Linked DNA regions of Sus scrofa: all the other regions are linked to region 1. The links are chromatin contacts, called in public Hi-C and HiChIP or PLAC-seq maps. All regions are on one chromosome and are shown on one strand. The core of a region is the stretch at or near the end of the contact, and the rest is flanking DNA. Distances in the headings are between cores, read along the strand shown.

The links. A called contact is a pair of places that touch in the nucleus more often than the background predicts. HiChIP or PLAC-seq counts read pairs in DNA pulled down with a chosen protein or histone mark.
Region 2: a contact with region 1 is called in an H3K27ac HiChIP or PLAC-seq map of alveolar macrophages. The contact joins the promoter of PLAUR here to the promoter of ZNF575 in region 1. A contact is called at or near these places in 2 of 47 Hi-C or Micro-C datasets (liver and skeletal muscle) and 1 of 2 datasets of contacts at active chromatin or transcription factors (alveolar macrophages).
Region 3: a Hi-C map of retroperitoneal adipose tissue shows a contact between it and region 1, with 1.8 times the contacts expected there. The contact joins the enhancer-like site here to the promoter of ZNF575 in region 1. A contact is called at or near these places in 2 of 5 promoter capture datasets (fetal liver and fetal skeletal muscle), 17 of 47 Hi-C or Micro-C datasets (blood, embryonic fibroblasts, fetal heart ventricle and 8 more) and 2 of 2 datasets of contacts at active chromatin or transcription factors (alveolar macrophages and skeletal muscle).

The regions. Positions count from the first base shown.
Region 1 is chr6:50,393,293-50,397,488 of Sscrofa11.1, reverse strand. ZNF575 (zinc finger protein 575) reads right to left here and starts at 2,447. Exons shown (of 4, transcript XM_005655914.3): 1 at 2,336-2,447; 2 at 1,035-1,272; 3 at 102-213. The coding sequence starts at 1,247. It overlaps ETHE1 (persulfide dioxygenase ETHE1, mitochondrial), which reads left to right and starts at 1,720. Exons shown (of 9, transcript XM_005655917.3): 1 at 1,720-1,856; 2 at 2,949-3,181; 3 at 3,606-3,654; 4 at 3,657-3,749; 5 at 3,910-4,058. The coding sequence starts at 1,853.
Region 2 is chr6:50,503,412-50,507,607 of Sscrofa11.1, reverse strand. PLAUR (urokinase plasminogen activator surface receptor) reads left to right here and starts at 2,155. Exons shown (of 7, transcript XM_003127198.5): 1 at 2,155-2,338. The coding sequence starts at 2,290. It overlaps LOC106507601, which reads right to left and starts at 3,214. Exons shown (of 7, transcript XM_021094484.1): 1 at 2,539-3,214.
Region 3 is chr6:50,303,798-50,307,993 of Sscrofa11.1, reverse strand. All of the region lies in intron 1 of LOC106507598 (a long non-coding RNA gene), which reads left to right. Among named protein-coding and RNA genes, the nearest start is that of BSP1, 27 kb to the right of the region's middle. Within about 2 kb of position 2,018, at least 9 of the 83 cell types and tissues checked have an H3K27ac peak or open chromatin away from gene starts, as enhancers often do. A contact at or near this core is called in retroperitoneal adipose tissue and subcutaneous adipose tissue, where this site is marked.

The DNA.
Region 1 (4,196 bases), core at 1,198-3,697:
CTAGGCCCTCAAACTTTCACCCCGAGATTCCCTCAATATGTGCTTCTCTTAGCCCCAATTCCTGGACAATGTCCCTTACCCACAGGTGGAGCGGCTCTCACCTTCTCCCTTGGTCACGGGTTCCTTGCCAGTGGGACTAGGATCGGTGCCCCCGGCCTCCGACTCCACATCTCGCTCCAGCATCTTGCCGGCCCAAGAACCTAGACGAAGGGCCTAGGGAGGGAGAGGGGGAGACGCGGGTGGTTATCGGGCTGTTGGGAATGGGACTGGAGAGGTTATTATCAAGGGTCGGTTTGCTTAGGAGCAGGGTCTATTTAAGTCTGAGATCCTATTAGGAGAGGGTAGCGGTTGCCGTAAGGCGGGGTTATGCAAGTCCGACCCAGAAGCAGTCCGTTTGGAACTTAGTCCCAGAGTTTGAGCTTTCGAGCGGAGTGGGCGGGGTCTCTACAACTTCAAGTCCTGGCGGCCCCCTGCGCGGAGCTGGCGGGGCCTTCCTAGTGGGCGGAACCGGCCACGGAACCTCAGATGCGGCTGGCTGGAGCTATACAAACGGGACCCAAAGTCGGTTGCTCAGCAACTCTGTACTAGGGGAGGGGCCTACAAGCTCAGTAGGCGAGATTTCACAACGAACAGGTAGCTTTACCCAGCTCTAGGCTTAGTCTCAGTTCTCTGACGCCGGGTGAACTGCCCCTTTCTTGTCACTAAATTTCAATCCCGGCATGGAGTTGGAGCCGTGGAAGGTAGATGGGAGACCTGAAGGAAAACACAGACAGAGGGTGGCTCGTGCATTGCGATCCAGAGACCCCTAACGGACTTCTCCCTAGAGGTCCCAAACGTCTTGACCTCCACGAACCCCATGGGATCAGGGCATTCGGGCACCAATGCATCCTCGCAAGGCTCAGGCGCCAATGCAGCCCCTCTGGAACCTATGCATCAGGACCCCAATCGATCCCTCTTCGGGAGTTCTGGCGTTCAGCCCCCAATCCACTTCCCGAAGACCCAGGCGTCTGGGCCCAGACCCCTGCCCTTCTCACCTGCGGACGGCCCCTCCCCGGGGGCGGGGCTCCGGGCCCCTCCCTCGGCGGCCGCGGCCACTGCGGTGCTGCCTTCGGACTCCTAGGAGCTGCACCGCCCGGCGCGCGCCCTGCGACGAGAGGGCGGGGGAGGGAGCGCGCGCGAGCTGCTGGACCCAGCCTCATTTCCATCCCCTCCTCCCACGCCGAGCCGGTGAGGGCGTCAGTACGCATGCGCAGTCGCGGCCCGCGGAGGCTGCTGCAGGGGAGACGAAATGGAAGGAGTGGGTGGGTGCACAAGGCCAGCAAGTGGGTGAGCAAGCGCAGAGCTATCAGCCTAAGTACTGGAGGAAAGAGTACCGCCGCTTGCGGGGCCTACGGTGGCTGACTGGAGTCAATCACGTGCAGAAGCTAACACGGGGAAACCTCACTCAGAGATCACCGAGACAGCGCTCAGCATGTGTACTTTCCCTTCTTTTCGAGAATTCCTCTGAGTCCCGTCTCCCGAATCAGTTTCAAGGCCTTGGCAAGAAAAACCTAGCCATTTCTTCGAGAGAGAATGGGAGATGGACTCCCGACTCAAAGCGAGCGGAAGGTTAAAGTCACGTTATTAGCATAGCGCCTGGGACTCTTCGCCATTGGGTGATTCGGGATCTCCCACCTCAGTGCCACGGACCTAGGCGAGGAGGGCAGCAGTGTCCAGGGCCCTTGTTCCTGGCTGGAGGTCCTGGTGGCAAGCGCGGGGTGGCTTGCTTGGCACCCTTGCCCCCTGGGAAGTAACGGCGCACCTTCGCGCCCAGCACAGGAATGACAGCGAAGCTCCCATAAACCATCCCAGCATGGGTGGGTCTTCAGCCTGATAATGTACAGGGATAATGTACTGGCCAGTCCTGGGAGCGGTGGGAATTATATGAAAGGATAATTGGGGCTCTGGAGCCAGATTACTTGAGTAACTGGAATCAAGACTGGCACTTTCCAGCTGTGTAACCTGGGGCAAGTGACGTCATCTTTCTAAGCCTCAGTTTCCTTACTTATAAAATGAAGATTTGTTATGATTAAATTCAGTAATCAAGAGTTCCCCTTGTGGCTCAGCAATAATGAACCCGGCTAGAGTCCAGGAGGATGCGGGCCTCACACGGCGGGTCTAGGACACAGCATTGCCCTTAGCTGTGGTTTAGGTGGGCAGCTGCAGCTCCTATTCATCTCTTAGCCTGGGAACTTCCCTATGCCGCGGGTGTAGCCCATTAAAAGAAAAAAAAAACAATAAAATTTAAAAACGAAAAATAAACTTTAATGAGATAATCTGTTGTTCTGGGACTCACCCAACAGCCCCTCAAGGCACGAATGACCCTGGGGAGTTGCCATCGTGGCGCAGCGGAAACATCCGACTAGTATACATGAGGATGCCTTTGATCCCTGGCCCTGCTCAGTGGGTAAGCGATCCAGAGTTGCCATGAGTTGTGGTGTAGGTCACAGACGCGGCTCTGATCCCCTGTTTCTGTGGCTGTGAATACGGCCGGCAGCTGTAGCTCCGATTGGACCCCTGGGAACTTCCATATGCCTCGGGTGCGACCCTAAAGAGAAAAAAAAAAGACACTAATGACACCAAAACATACATTTTTTTTTCTTCCCACCGCTTGCTGGGAAGTGTACTGGGGTCTCTTGTTGGGTTTCCCTTCTCTAGGGAGAGAAGTTTGTGCTTCTCTCAGTGTGTCTCCCTCGCCCCGTCCCCCCTTTTTTTGTCCTTTTAGGGCCGCTCTCTCGGTTGATGGAAGCTCTCAGGCTAGGGGTCCAAACCGAGATGTAGCTGCCAGCCTACAGAGCGAGGCCAGGGATCGAACCCGCGTCCTCCATTCTCCTGGGTACTAGTCGGATTTGGTGTCTCCCTGTTCTTTGTTTTCCTAGATCTCACGGTTTTCTATCTATCTCCCCCAGCCCTTTTCCGTCCGTCCGCGTCCTCACCCCCAGGACCTCCCGGCCCCTTTAAGGCGGGCCCCGCCCCGTCCGCCCCGCCCCTCCGGGGTCATCCCTGGGTGCACCCGGCTTCCGCGGGCGTTCAGACTCAGCTCTGTCTCCACCCAGCCGCGGGCGCGATGGCCGCTCTGAGGGTCGCTGGGCGGCAGCTCAGCCAACACCGTGGGTCTGGAGCCCCCATCCTCCTACGGCAGGTTGGTGATGGCTGGACTCGGGAGCGGCGCAGGGGCGGAACTCCAGGGTCTTTAAAATCAAGAGAGATACCAGGGCTCCGAAGCTTGGATCTTTGCGGAAAGGGGCGTAGGGCTAGACTCCGGCGTCCTTTAAAGGGGAGAGTTCTAGGACCCCCTGGGCTTGGGGCCGGACTTTTGCGTCCGTTCCAGAAGAGGGTGATGGGGGCCCAGATTTGGGGATGGATGGAAGTTGGGACTCATTGGTTCAGACGGAGTAAAGTTTGGAGGTCCCAGACTCCTGACTCTGAGAAGGAGGGAGAAGGGGCTGGAGTTTCTGCTTCTGGATCTTAGGAGGAGAATCAAGTTGAAGCCTGGACTCGGGGTTGGTCCGCAGTGAGTGGGAGTCTGGTTCTGTGCCTTAACCTGCCCCCCTCCCCTTTCCCAGCTGTTTGAGCCCAAGAGCTGCACCTATACTTACCTCCTGGGTGACAGAGAGTCCGAGAGGCCATTCTGATAGACCCGGTTCTGGAGACGGCGCATCGGGATGCCCAGTTGGTCAAGGAGCTGGGACTGCGGCTCCTGTATGCTGGTCAGTTTGGGGTCCGTACTTCTGGGCCTGAGGAGGCGGGGCGGTAGAGTGAAGAGGGAAGCTGGGGGCCGGGGTCGAACTGCAGGGTATGAGGGAAGAGGGGGCCGGGGGTTGGAAATCCTGCGTGCCCTCCAGAACCTGGCCCTCCTCTCTCTCCTAGTGAACACCCACTGCCATGCGGACCACATTACGGGCTCCGGGCTGCTCCGGTCCCTCCTTCCCGGCTGCCAGTCTGTCATCTCCCGCCTTAGTGGGGCCCAGGCTGATTTGCACATTGAGGATGGAGACTCCATCCGCTTCGGGCGCTTCGTGAGTTAGCTGCTGGTCCTCGAGAGGGTGCTGGCTTGGACTTCTTGGACCAAAGGGAAGAGGGGGTTGGGGCCCTGGGCTCCTGAGTCCAAGGGCCTGGGTTCCTGTTCCCTGAGTTCCTGTCTCTGGGAGGAGGGT
Region 2 (4,196 bases), core at 906-3,405, 110 kb before region 1:
ATGTGTAGCTAGAATTTGAACCTTCAGAGTCTGATCCCAGACCCCACACTCTTAACCCCTAGGCTGTACTGCCTCTTAGAAAAGAGGATTTCTGGAGTTCCCACTGTGGCTCAGCAGGTTAAGAACCCAAGTATCCATGAGGATGCAAGTTCAATCCCTGGCCTTGCTCAGGGGGTTAAGGATCTGGCATTGTTCTGAGCCGCGGCATAGGTTGCAGGCGAGGCTTGGATCCTGCGTGGCTGTGGCTGTGGCGTAGGCTGGCAGCTGTAGCTCTGATTAGATCCCTAGCCTGGGAACCTCCATGTGCCTTGGGTGCAGCCCTAAAAAGCAAAAAAAAGAAAAGAAAAGAGGATTTTTTTTTCAGGATTTTTCTTACCTTGTCTTAAAATGATTACCTTAAGACTTTGGTGAATTAGTAAGAATAACAATAGTATAATCATTTTCACAGTGGCAGGGGTGACTAGGGCTTACTCACAGCCTACAGCTGTGTCCCTCCCAATTCTGTTCCCGTCACGCTGGCCTTTCTGCTGTTCCTTAGGTCGCCTCAGGTCCCCTCCCACCTCTAGACCTTTGTATTTACTGGCTGTTTCCCTTCCCTGGAACTCTTCCTGGACCATCTGCCCATCTTCTCGCACTACATTCAGCCTCTGCTCAAAGGCCACCTCCTCAGGAAAGCCCTCCTGGATCACCTGGCCTAAAACCAACCTCGCCTCACTTGTATCCTTGAACCTCCTTTGTTTTTCTGCATTTTACTTATCACTGCCTCATGGTGACAGATTAGATAGCATATATTCACTCCCTACTGTTTCAAGGGCAGGGACTTGGTTTCCTGCCATGTCCCCAGCTCCTGGACCGTTGCCTGGCACAAAGTAGATCCTCGGTAAATGTAAAGAAATTTTTTGAGTCCTCCATGTGGGCCAGTGACTGCTTCAGGCATTTAACTGCATTACATTGCTCTGACTGGTCAGAAGCATCCTGGGAAGGAGAAATGACTTTATCTTTTGCACTCTTCCTTTTTAAAAAACTTATTGTAGGAGTTCAGTGGTAATGAACCCAACTAGGATCCATGAGGACAGGGGTTCGATCCCTGGCCTTGCTCAGTGGGTTAAGGATCTGGCGGGCCGTGAGCTGTGGTGTAGGCTGACAGCTGCAGCTCCAATTTGACCCTTAGCCTGGGAACTTCCATATGCCACGGGTGCGGCCCTAACAAGACAAAGAAAAGTGTTTTAACAAAACATTTATTATGAACTCTTACCAGTTACTACAAACTTTTACACAGAGGAGACAGAATGGCATGTAAGTTAGCTTGATATAATTGATAGATTTTTTTTTTTTTTTTTTTTTTTGCTAGTTCTTGGGCCACTCTTGTCGCATATGGAGGTTCCCATGCTAGGGGTTGAATTGGAGCTGCAGCCACCGGCCTACGCCAGAGCCACAGCAAAGCTGGATCCGAGCCGCGTCTGCAACCTACACCATAGCTCACGGCACCGCCGGATTGTTAACTCACTGAGCAAGGGCAGGGACCGAACCCGCAACCTCATGGTTCCTAGTCAGATTTGTTAACCACTGTGCCACGACGGGAACTCCTCGATAGATATTTTTGCTATTTTACCTTTCCCTTTTCCCAAGGTATTTCAAGGTAAATGCAGACACCACTGTCTTTCAACTTCTAACACAACTTATCACAGTGGCAGGGGATGACATGGCTTACTCAGTGAGCATCTGTAAAATATAAGAATAATTTTCCCACATAACCACAAAGCCACTGTCATAACTTTTTGGCTTTTCTACTTTTTTGGCTAAAGTGTTTTAAGGTAAATTGGAGATGTTATTTCATCCCCAAATACTTCAGCGTACGGCTCTAAATGATAAAGACATTTCTCACATAACCACGATACCGTTATCCTTCCCAACAAGACTAAGGAAAGCCTTGTATTATCTAATAATCAGCTGCAGATTTGCTATCGCAAAAAAAAGTTTTAATCCGAGGTGTGAGGTCCTTTGCCCAAAGTCCCATGGCAGGAAGAGAACTGGAATTTGCACCCAGGCAGTGTGGGGACAACTGTGACTACGGCCAGCATGAGTCAGAGTAGAGCCAGCCCCCCACCCCGGGCTGGCCGCGCCCTGGTAAGGGAAATTTTTGAGGAAGAGGGGGGTGCCCCACGCATCTGGAGCTGACTCCTTCTTTCGCAAAACGTTGGGAGGAGCCCCCGGAGCCACAAAACCGTCTCCTTCCTGGGGCCAGACTGAGAAGTGCAGGGAGACGGCAAACAGGAGCCGCTGCCGGACATGGGCTGCCCCTTGCTGCTGCTGCTCTTGGTTCAGATCTGCGTTCCAGGTAGGGGCTGGGTGCCTGAACCCCTGCTCCGGGGACCAGGACCGATGGCGGGGGAGGGAGAGGGAGGGGAGGGGAGGGGAAAAGAGCTCAAAGTCTGATGAGTTGGAAGAGGAGGTCTTAGCATCCAGCTTCCCCCCCACCCCGACCCCACTCTCATGCTCAAATAATTCTGCTATCTGCAGCCCCACACGGCACAGTACCTGGCAACCAGTAGATGCTCAGGAAATATTAGTTGAATAAAGGCACTTGACTTCTGCCACCATTTGGCGAGTGCGTTCTTGATTCCAGGCACTCTTCTAAACTCCTTCCTTGCAATTTCCAACTGGGCGGGCAGTAACTATTTTAACTCCGTTTCACAAAGAAGAAAATAGGCACAGAGAGGTTAAGAAACTGGCCTGAGGTCACACAGCACTCCATGAATAAGTGGGATTCTGACCCCGTAGGGGCGTCTCACAGCCCTCTCTTCTCCCCCCTCCACACACACACGCACACACACACGCACACACACTTGAAAGAGAGAGGACAGCGCCTCATTTTACAAAAGGTCTAAAGAGAGGCTGAGCGTCGCAGAGCCAGGGTTCGGGGACCCAGAACTTGTCCTTCGAGGAGCCTTTACTGTTTTCAAGCCGACAAGACCCTCTCAACTCCTTTCCCCGGAAAATGTAAAAAGTGTTGAAAAACGAAAGGAAATTGGGAAGGAACTGTCAGGGCGGGGCGGGAGTAGGGGTGGGGGTTGGGAAGTGGTTTAGTAATGAATACCTCGGAAAGCCTTCCGGACCGCGGGAGGCCTAGAATGAGTAATGACTCGGGGCAACTCGGAATTTGGAATGGGGAAGGGACCGCAGTGGGGGTCCGGGGAAGGGATAGGCCTTGGGGGCGGGGGCTAGTGGGGCGGGGGTTATGCTGTGGGGGCGGAGATGGTGGGCGGGGTTAGAAAGTCGGGGCGGAGCTAGTGGGCGTCGTTGGGACGTCGGTGGGCGGGGCTAACATCTCCGGAGCAGCTAGTGGGCGGGAGGAACTCTTCCCCCCTTGGCTCTGTCAGTTGCGGTTAAACTCTCCACAGGTCTGATAGGCGAAGTTAAAAGTTTTCTTGGATTGCTGGATGGGGAGAGAACGCTGAAGAGAGGCCCCGGAGGGGAGGAGAATTTGTGTGTGTGGGCGTCGTGGGGGGGCACCGGGAGCCGGGGTAGAAAGTAAAAATCCGGAGTTCCCATCGTGGCGCAGTGGTTAACGAATCCGACCAGGAACCATGGGGTTGCGGGTTCGATCCCTGCCCTTGCTCAGTGGGTCGAGGTTCCGGCGTTGCCGTGAGCTGTGGTGTAGGTCGCAGACGCGGCTCGGATCCCGCGTTGCTGTGGCTCTGGCGTAGGCTGGCAGCTACAGCTCCGATTCGACCCCCTAGCCGGGGAACCTCCATGTGCCGCAGGAGCGGCCCAAGAAATAGCAAAAAAATGACAAAAAAAAAAAAAAAAAAAAGAAAGAAAGTAAAAATCCGCTGGTGTCGGTGAGGGTAAACACCCCTAGAAGAGCTCTCGAGGCCAAACAGACCGAAGGCGGGCGGGGTGGAGGAAAGGACCTAAAAGGGAGCTGGGCTAGAACGTCCACACGCGCAGAGACATTGGGGTATCAGACTTTCAGGATGGGCCCGGCGCCGACAGAATTAAAGGGGAAATGAGCGAGAGCAGGGCCTTGGAAGGACCTGTAGTCGGGGAAAGGTCTTCAGGGTAGAGCGCGGGGTTAGGACGTTGGCCTAAAGATAGGCTCGAAGTACAGCTGGCTGGAACCCCGGGGCGGGCACGAGGCCTGGAGACTTGGTCCCAGGTGTTAGGGCTTAAGGAGGCGAGAGGGGGATCCTGGT
Region 3 (4,196 bases), core at 769-3,268, 89 kb after region 1:
TCAGATCTGATGGGGGACTCCATATGCCTTGGAGGGGAGAGAAAAAAAATTAAAACACCCAAAATACCAACAGCAAAAAAAAAAAAGATTTGCCCAGGGAGCTGCAGGTTTCCTGTATTATTGAGCGTTTGCTGCAATAGTGCTGTGTAACAAACTACCCCAACTCTCAGTAGCATTTATTTAGCTCATGAATTTGTGGTGAGCAGCTTCGGCTGGGCTTGGCTGGATGGTTTTCCTGGGCTCAGCTCTGCTTGCCCACAATTCAGCTTGTTGGCCGATCTAGCCTGGTCTTGGCTGAGATGGCTGGGAGGCTCGGTTTTGCTCCACATGGCTGTCATCTTCCAATAGGCTAGCCCGGGCTTGTTCTCATGGAGGCTGAAGAACAGGTAGAAATGTGCCAGGCCCTTCAATTAAATCACAGGCTGGGAGTTCCTCTCATGGCTCAGCGGAAACAAATCTGACTGGCATCCATGAGGACGCAGCTTTGATCCCTGGTCTCGCTCAGTGGGTTAAGGATCTGCGTTGCCCTGAGCTGTGGTGTCCGTCACAGACAGCTCAGATCTGATGTGGCTAAGGCTGTGGCTGTGGTGTAGGCCGGCAGCTATAGCTCCGATTTGACCCCTAGCCTGGGAACCTCCATATGCCTCAAGTGCGGCCCTAAAAAAGACAGAAACAAACAAACAAACAAAACCCAAAAAACATAGACTGGAGATGGGCTCTCTGTCACTTCCATCTGACTGTGTTGGTCAAAGCAAGCCACACACCCGCATGGGAGGCATAAAACTACGAAGTTGCATGGTGAAAAGTGTGGCTACTGGGAGGGGTGTACTATTGGGGCCAACAGTACAATCTACCATAGCTCCCATGAGCTCAAAGATTTTGGGCCCTGCTCCCCGGCAGGAGAGGTCAGAGGCTATTAGGGAGAGGACCCCAGGGAGCTGCCCGCTTCCTGCTTCTTTGAAGGAAACTCTCAGGCTCAGGGTTTGTGTGGGGGAGGGGAACAGAGTAGTAGAGGGTGACTGGGGAAGGGGGGAGAAGCTGTTGAGTCTGCATTTCTTGTTTGGGTGTGACTGTCTAGAGGAAGCTGGCAGGAAGCTAGGATGGCCTCGCATTTGCTGACTGAGGAGTAAACGCCTCGGTATTATTTGATCATAGTCACTGCATTATCTGATTTGAGGTTTTCAATCTAAGTGAATTAATTTAGGTCTGTCTATTTACCTATCAATCAATTATACATTGATTTACCTATTCTGAATTCTTGCCTTTGGCTCAGCTAAGCCTTGGTTTGTATTTTTATATATATATAAATATATTTATATATAAATATATATATATACACTTTTTTTTTTTTTGCTTTTTAGGGCCGCACCCTCGGCATATGAAGATTCCCAGGCTAGGGGTCAAACTGAAGCTGCAGCTGCCAGCCTCCGCCACAGCCACAGCAATGCTAGGATTCAAGCCTCGTTTGCGACCCACACCACAGCTTACAGCAACGCCAGGTCCCCAACCTACTGAGCAAGGCCAGGGATCTAACCTGTGTCCTCATGGTTCCTAGTCGGATTCGTTTTGCTGTACCGCAACGGGAACTCCAGCTTTGGTTTGTAAATAAAGGTGCAGATGAGGTTTTCATGTGTCCTAAGATCTTTTGAGTTCCTTTGAAAATCTTTCGTCCTTGTGCTTGTGTTAAGCTTTGTAAGCCTCACAAACCCGAATTCCATCCTGCATACCCTGCAGAAGCCACTGAATCGTCACAACAGCCAAACTATGATTATCTCTGTTTCACAAGGGAGGGAATTTTAGTGGTTTCTGCAAGCCAGTTTCCCAGAACTTTTGCTGCTTATAAAAATTACTGGACCCAGATAATTCTAGAACTTCCTTGGGTTAAAAAAAAAAAGTGAAGCTGGTTGGGTTGTCACCAGCAGATTAGAGACAGCTGCTCTGGCACAGGCCTGAGGCAAGGATGCAGGCACACACCCACCTCTTCAGCAGAGGGGCTGGTCTGTCTGTAGTTGTCATTCTTACAGTAACTGTGGGTGTGGGTTTTTCCTGGTTCCTAGTCTGGAATAGCCTCCCTATCCTCAGGGCTCAGAGGCTTTGAGAAGCTCAAACCTGTAATAACAGTGATACTTTTACAGCTAATCTGGCAAGACTAAGCCCAGTCTCCCACATTTGCAAGGTCTAGTGTCCCTCATGGTGCATTTGGAGTGTTAATTAATTTCATTGTGTTTTCCCAGTCAGAACTCAAGTTTTTTCGTCCTTGATCTCAGAGCAGAGGGAGAGACATGTACATCCCGGCCACTCAGAGATATTGTGGCCCAGAGCAAAGAACCTGGGTTACATGTTGGGCTTTTGCAACACAGAAGATGCTCCTAGCTCTCCCCATGCCTATCGCTGCATCCCTAAGGGCTTCAGTACAGATCATCAGACCAGGAACAAAGGTCCTATCGCCCAGCTTAGAGCTGGAAGGACATTATCAGCCTCCCACCCTGGCACCTTCAACCCACCAACCTCCTGGGAAGGCTGCCCACGTGTAGGGACAGTCCAAGGATTAGAAAGTACTTCCACACAGGACCTTGAGGCAGCTGGCCTCTTGCAGCTTGAGGGCTCCCCATTTCCCAGGCTACACCCCACTCCTGGCTTTCCTTGTCTCCTACTTGGCTTTTTTTTTTTTTTTTTTTGTCTTTTTAGGGCCACACCCTGGCATATAGAGGTTCCCAGGCTTGGGGGTCTAATCAGAGCTACAGCTGCCGGCCTACGCTAGAGCCACAGCCGTGCAGGATCCGAGCCGTGTCTGCGACCTACACCACAGCTCATGGCAACGCTGGATCCTTAACCCACTGAGTGAGGTCAGGGATTGAACCCACAACCTCATGGTTCCTAGTTGGATTCGTTAACCACTGAGCTACAACGGGAACTCCCCCTTGTCTTCTACTTAGAAGTGTAGCCAGACTGCTGGGGTTCAAATCCTTGCTCTGCCCTAGTAAGCATTCTTTGACATTTTATTTTATTATTTTTAAAATTATAGTTGCTTTACAATGTTGTATTGGAGAAACCATTTTAGATAGTCATTCCCCAAACCCAATTATTCCTATAGAGTTTATCTAAAGGCTTTTGTCTCATTTGCCTTTACCTAAAGCTTCATCATATCAAGTTTTCCCCTTGCTGACAAATGTTTGCAACAGATGAAAGGTCTTATTTGATCTCTAATAAACCTAGGTACAACAGAAGTTTTGTACTTAACATTTGATGACTCTAAAGGCATGTCTAATTAATCAAAGCTAACTTCAGTACTGAATATTTCCCAGATCACATGAGCCTGAAATTCATTATGGCCAATTTTCTAAATATTTAGATTTTAATTTGTAAGTGCTTTTAAATCAATTAAATAGAGCTCACTTACACATTACATAAAGACAGAACCACAAATCTCACAGTTTTTGTAAGAATACCCTAGAGGACTATAAGATAGAACAGAGCTCTGGTCACCTCTGCCAAGGCCAGCACAGACGGAGTGGCGAGAATTCCCAGCCTTTCCATTCCTGTGACAGTTCTAGCTGAAGGATAGTGTGGTGATTTAGGCTACCACTACCATTCAAAGGCCACCTTTCCTCATTTTCAAGAATGTACATGGATCAGACAAAATTGCAATAAAATTTCATTTTCTTCTCCATCATAGGTTCACAGCAATAGGTTGGCCAGTCCACCAGAATTTTCCTTAGGAAGCTATCCAGTGGATTGAAGAAGCACTTCCCAAGTTAATTGAAAGAACACTCATGGAGTTCCCGTTGTGGCTCCTTGAGGATTCAGGTTCAATTCTTGGCCTCGCTCAGTGGGTTAAAGATCTGGCATTCCATTTTATTTTATTTTTACTCTAAAAAAATTGAGTTCTCGTCTTGGCGAAGCAGAAACAAATCCAACTAGGAACCATGAGGTTGCGGTTTCGATCCCTGGCCTTGCTCGGTGGGTTAAGGATCTGGTGTTGCCATGAGCTGTGGTGTAGTTTGCAGATGTGGCTCAGATCTGGCGTTGCTGTGGCTGTGGCGTAGGCTGGCAGCAACAGCTCCCATTAGACCCCTAGCCTGGGAACCTCCATATGCCTCGGGTGTGGCCCTAAAATGACAAAAAGACAAAAAAATTTAAAAAAATTTAAAAATTGAAGTATAGTTGATTCACAATATTGTGTTAGTTTCAGGTGA